Regions from separate parts of the Mus musculus genome. Here region 2 is linked to region 1. A link is a contact called in public promoter capture Hi-C data. All regions are on one chromosome and are shown on one strand. The core of a region is the stretch at or near the end of the contact, and the rest is flanking DNA. Distances in the headings are between cores, read along the strand shown. Region 1 holds the start of Lsm5 (LSM5 homolog, U6 small nuclear RNA and mRNA degradation associated). Region 2 holds the start of M6pr (mannose-6-phosphate receptor, cation dependent).

Evidence for each region. Promoter capture Hi-C pulls out the DNA fragments that hold promoters and counts their contacts.
Region 2: a promoter capture Hi-C map of second pharyngeal arch cranial neural crest shows a contact between it and region 1. The contact joins the promoter of M6pr here to the promoter of Lsm5 in region 1. A contact is called at or near these places in 3 of 39 promoter capture datasets (cranial neural crest, pre-B cells and second pharyngeal arch cranial neural crest).

The regions. Positions count from the first base shown.
Region 1 is chr6:56,703,280-56,706,125 of GRCm38.p6, reverse strand. Lsm5 (LSM5 homolog, U6 small nuclear RNA and mRNA degradation associated) reads left to right here and starts at 1,427. Exons shown (of 5, transcript NM_025520.3): 1 at 1,427-1,503; 2 at 2,717-2,812. The coding sequence starts at 1,458.
Region 2 is chr6:122,307,358-122,310,203 of GRCm38.p6, reverse strand. M6pr (mannose-6-phosphate receptor, cation dependent) reads right to left here and starts at 1,484. Exons shown (of 7, transcript NM_010749.7): 1 at 1,038-1,484.

The DNA of each region.
Region 1 (2,846 bases), core at 178-2,677:
TCCTTTTCTCAGAATGCGGCTTTTGCCTCTTCTCTGCTTACCCATTCTTAGTCACTGTGTGAGAAGACTCCCAACAACTCCTCAGTTCTTCAAGCTGTGGCCAAGGGACAGTGTTTTAACTTGTTTTAAGCACAAGGAACTTAATCCTGACTCTTACCTCAAAAGGATGGCTGTCAAGTGTGTTTGTAATTGCCTTGGGACCTAGTAGATCTGTAAGACTTATAGATTGGGCGTGGAGGAAAAAAAGCCACCACTGGCTTGGAATTGAGAATGGAGCTGAGTTTTCATTGCTTTCCATATTAAATCCCATAGTGCTGTGCACATGAAATGTACTATTTGTCCTCCTTCCCACTCTCTTGGTTGAAGACTTTTCTGAACATTGTTTTATGTATCCAGCAAGCTGCTAGTCAAACAATATTCCACTGATATGTTTTTTCAATGGAGGAATGAAGGGTGCTCATCTCTCATATTTAGGCTGTTTGGTTTTAAGTCTGTCACATGAGATGGACAAAGGCAAAGTATTTATCTGCTTTAACAACAACAACAACAACAACAACAACAACAAAACAAGCACGTAAACGAACAAACAAAAAACACTAGGGCCCAAACTCCGGGCCTCATGAATGCTAGGAAAGTACCCTATAGCCAAGCTACCAGCTAGCCCTTGTTAGTTTTAATTTCTTATTTTGTGTCGGGGTCTAAGAGGGCCATGCCTGCAACAGATGCCTCCTTTTGTCTCTCAAGTGTTGGGTTTACTGGCCACTCCACGTTAAAAGGGGGCTTTTTAATCTTTTCCAATGCAGAAGTGTGATAGCAAGGTTTCCAAACATGATGGAGTCAACATACAGAGTGACATCTTACGGTTGCCTGCAAATTGAAAACTGATAGTGACTTTAATGCCTGTAATAAACCAGACACCTAGAAACGACAAGAAGAAATTAAATAATAGTAGAAGTTTTTTGTTTGTTTGTTTGTTTGTTTGTTTTTTCTAAAAAAAAAAAAGCTTGTGAAAAATGCTGCTTTATAGACTTTCAGTCCTCTGGCCTTAAAAGTACCAGATTCCTTAAAAAAAAAAAAATGAGTAGTTGTTGAGGAGCATGCAGAACGAGTTTATAGTAGGAAATATAAATTGATTTTATTGCTCTGAAGAAAGATACAGGCTTGAAATGCAACCTTCTAGAGGAAAATTAACCGACTCAGAGATCTCGTATGCTGGTCTTCCGGCGGCAAATTATCTCTGAAGTTTAGCAAAACTTGGGGGTACCATAGGTGCCTGTTGGGTTGGTGGCAGGGATAGAGATCCGAACCTCTCTATCGAATCTGTCTGCGATCCATTGGGATCCTCTGGATCTCAAGATCGGCTTTGGATTAGTCTTGTCTGAACCAGCTGTGGAAAAGGGCGGAAGCGCGCAATTTTAAAGTCTGCGCCGGTGTCCTTAGCCACTTCCGGCGTGGCCATGGCGGCTAACGCGACCACGAACCCGTCCCAACTCCTGCCACTAGGTAAAAGTCTTGTTTGGGGAGCGGTCGGGTTGCTGCAATTCCACGCTGGGGGCCGAGGCTGGGCCACCGCCCCTCCGGGCCCGGCTGTCCGGTCCTTGGCGTCACTGGGCAGACAGACAGACCGTTTTGCCTGTCGGTGGTCGGTGAGGGTCCCACTTAGTGAAGGACGTGCTCGGCCTTTTTGAGCTCGCCAGTAAGATGTCATGAGTCGCGCAGTCCCAGTTCTCAGCTTGGCCTTCTTGGTCTCCAGATCAGGTAGACCCTGTATTGGCTTGGGTAAGGAGTGCGCCACGGCATACAATGAATCTTACAATAGAAATCTGGAAACTAGCCCCGTCGTTCATTAATTCAACAAGCAATTCCCGCGCAGTGCCAGAGAACTGTTGAATAATGAACTTGAATTACAGCCATTGCTTTCAAGATCGCACACCGGCACGCATCGTGCTGAGCAATTCTAAGATGCTGAGATGAACAGGTTGGCCCAGGAGCACAGAGAGTTAAGGTTAAGTGAGAGAAGGAGTGACGGGAAAGCCGGTGTCTGTAATAATGCTTCTCCCTTGTCATGTTTTGGGGCTGGTGAGCTTAGTGAATGTGTCTGTGATTGAAAGTTTTTGCAGTGTTAGATATTGTTTATCGGTACAAACACTGATGAAGAAAAACAGTTATGGTCTCCACCCACCTCATGGTGTGTGTTTTCATACATTAATCAAATAATCTAAATAAAAATCACAGTCCTATTAATTGCAAATAAAGAGTTAAGTGAAAGCTAAGGCAAACATTTGTGCTAACGATTAAACAGAGATTTGTGTAAGATGTAAAATTACCGAATGGTTCCAGATACATATGTAGGAGAGTATGGCCTTTTTTGACATCATTGGGAGGGGAGGCTCTTGATCCTGTGGAGTTTGATGCCACAGCATAAGGAGAATGCTGGAGTGGGTGGGTGGGTGGGGGAGCACCCTCATAGAAGCAATTGGGGAGTGGGGAGAAGGTAGATATGGGAGGGGTGTTGTGGAGGGGTAACCAGGAAGGGGGAATATCATTTGAGATGTAAACAGATGGAATGATTAATAAAAGTAAGTAAATAAATAAATAAATAGCAAAAAACTGAATGTTTTTGCTTATCTTTAATGATAAAAAATAATAAGTGAAGTAGGCATTCAAATGTTGGTCGATCTAATAAGTAGGTAAAATTACCCTTTTCCTTCCACAGAGCTTGTGGACAAATGTATAGGGTCAAGAATTCACATTGTGATGAAGAGTGATAAAGAAATTGTCGGGACACTTCTAGGATTTGATGACTTTGTCAGTATCCTTTTTAAAAGCGGGAATGGTGTAGGTTT
Region 2 (2,846 bases), core at 235-2,734, about 66 Mb before region 1:
TCAGTGTGGTGTATGTTTGAAATGCTATGCCTGCATTGTGTTAGTTACACAGCCTAGAAAAGATGAGGGGTCTGACGCTTAGAGTTGCTCACTGAGTTACTTGTCCTAGGCTACACAAATATTAAATCAACCTGGATGACTTAATGCCATGAAGGCATTTGTGGTCAAACTTCTGATAAATACAGGCCCAAATAGAGAGCAGGATAAAACTGAAAGCTGGGCAGTTCCTATTTAGCATGGTCCAAAGAGATCCCCAGAGTGCAAGCACTTATAACTCTCAGACGCTGTAAAACAGGATCTTAGGCTCTTGAGAATTCCCCTTTCTTATTCTATAGAGACAGATCTAGTGGCAATGCTGAAACATTCTCTATAGGACGCCGAGTGACTAAGTTAGGGGTTGGGAAACTGCTGACCTCATTCAGCCCTGCACGCATTTTTCCACTCATGGCCGTTTTCCATTTTCTAATGGAGGGCTTTATTTTCTTCCTCCTGGTTCATTGCAGCCAACACGTTTAAGATCAGTCTCAACTGGCAGAAAGGCCCAATGTTTAAAGTGCCCCAAGGAGGTAGTTCTGTGCTTCAAAGTCTCCACAGAAACACAAGACACTCTTGTCACTCTTTTCCACACCATGCTAACAGACCTTCCTCGAACTTCTTCCAGGAGTCTGGAAATTCTCGCCTTCTATCTACTCAAAGTCATACCTTACCCCCAAATGACGCCATGACGCCACTTTACTCCCACGATACAGGTCAAAATTCTCTCTACAAGAATCCAGTTAACACTTCACACATGAGCACTTTCCTTTTCCAACCTTCAAAACATCTCAAATCCCTCTCTGATCTTGGAACTCCTCTTCCTCACTCCTAGAAGTCTGGCGTTCTCCGTTCTCATGCCTTTTGCCTCAAGTCCTCCCTAGGGCTCCCTAGCAGGATCTCCAGCCAGAACCACGGCCAAGCGAGAGTCCTGGTCCGCACCTCCTTCAGTACAGAGGTGTGCGAGGACCCCAGCCCGCTTCCTCCACGCCCCCAACACTCACGTGTCACGGGAAAACAGAGCAACCGCGGCTCAGAAGCCCCCAAGAATGTGTCTCTGAGGTTGGAAGACGCGTCCGGAGATCAGGGGTGCGGGGGCGCAGACCCCAGTCCCTCGATTCCTCTCTGAAGCCAGCGCTTCCCTAGGCGCCTCAATGCGCCCCGCTCCAGAAGCCGGAAACAGGAAGCAGCGAGAGCCTGCTGAGCAACTGCTCCTCCCACTAGACTCCGCGGCGTGTGACCGCAGAACCTTGGTTCCCTGGTCTCTCTTTTGGACGCTGATTGGTCAGCAGCCTAGTTCGCTGTTCCCCGGTCCCATCAACTCCAATCACTCGGAGATTGTCAAGATCAGTTTCTTCTTTTCGGGTCGCCTTTCTACCAATGAGGTTCGAGCTCCGCCTCCAGGGACTCTGGGCGGGCGCTCCTCATCCACGCGGGGTCATGCGCCAGGTGTCCCAATAGGTCTGAAGACAGTACGTGAGGGCGATCTGTGGAACTACAAAGAGTGTCGCTCCTTGGGCTTGCTGGGAGTTGTAGTTCCCTCGCCCGAAGCTCTCTGGGAGTTGTAGTTTCTAGGACTCTTCTGCTACCTTGGTGGCCTCTGTGAGGCGCTGTTTAGCCATCAGTCGGCTGGGCTCGCTTCTGGTTTGCAGTTGACTCTGCTACCCAGACAGTGGAATGTTATAGGTCCTGCCTGTCTTGATTTTCTTTGTTCAGAATTTTCTAATTCTTTCGGGACATAACTATTGTTACTGTTACCTGGGCAATGAATTTTCCTATTGTGGCATCTTGCTAGATAAGCATACTGTCAAAGGCATATATCAAAGGCGCCTGCCCTATGTGTGCCGGCCCTCTAGCCTGTACTTCAGTTTGGGGGGACCCGTGTCTTTGTGCCTTTGGTAAGGTCATTTGAAGACTCCTTGGATTTATTATCCACTTCTCAAGCCCTAGTTGTTCTTAGAGCTTGGTTTGAAACAATTGCGGCTTCCTGGATTCGCTCTCCAGGTTACTCATTTCTTCCTCTGAAGTTTCTTTTGGCTTTAGCTGCTCATGCCCCTTTTACTCTCACGTGCTTTTGCATGCACCTCCCTCACTCTGCTTAGATAGGGATTCATGTCAGAGGTAGAACTGTGCTTAAACTGCTAACACCGTAGTGTCCTATACTTTTTAAAAAAGTTAACTTAAAAGTTTTAATACATTTTAATTAAAGTATAATTACTTCCCCTTCTTCTGACTTTTTCCTTCTTCCATTTCTTTCGAAGGCCCCTTCACCCAGCTCTCCCCATGTCCCCCACTCAGACTGATGGTCTCATCTTCTTTAATTGTTATAGTTACAAATATTTGCATAGATACACTACAACCTGCTGAATCTGTTTATGTTTGTATGTACATGATTTCAAGGATGATCACTTTGTATGGCATAGCCTCACTTCTCTGTTAGCATATTGATATCGCCATTGTTTAGATCTTGTTTTTGCCACCATTTCTATGAGACTGTTTCACACCAGACATCCTGGTATTGCAGCTCTTACGGTTTTTCCAGCCCCCCTCTTTTTTTATGTGTCCTGAGTCATAGATGCAGGAGCTGTGATGTAGAGGTAGCCACTGTGGCTAGGCCCCTCACCACCTGCTGATCTCTGCACCGTGTCCTGTCATGGTTTTCTGTGATGGTCTGTAGTGAGAATTTTGGAATTTTGGCTTCTTTAACACAGAAAACAATTTTAAGAACATATTTCCATTTTGATCCCAGGTGTGGGATTTGGGGCTGCTTCAGATTGTCCACAACAGCTGGCTATGATATTTGCCTTGTGCTC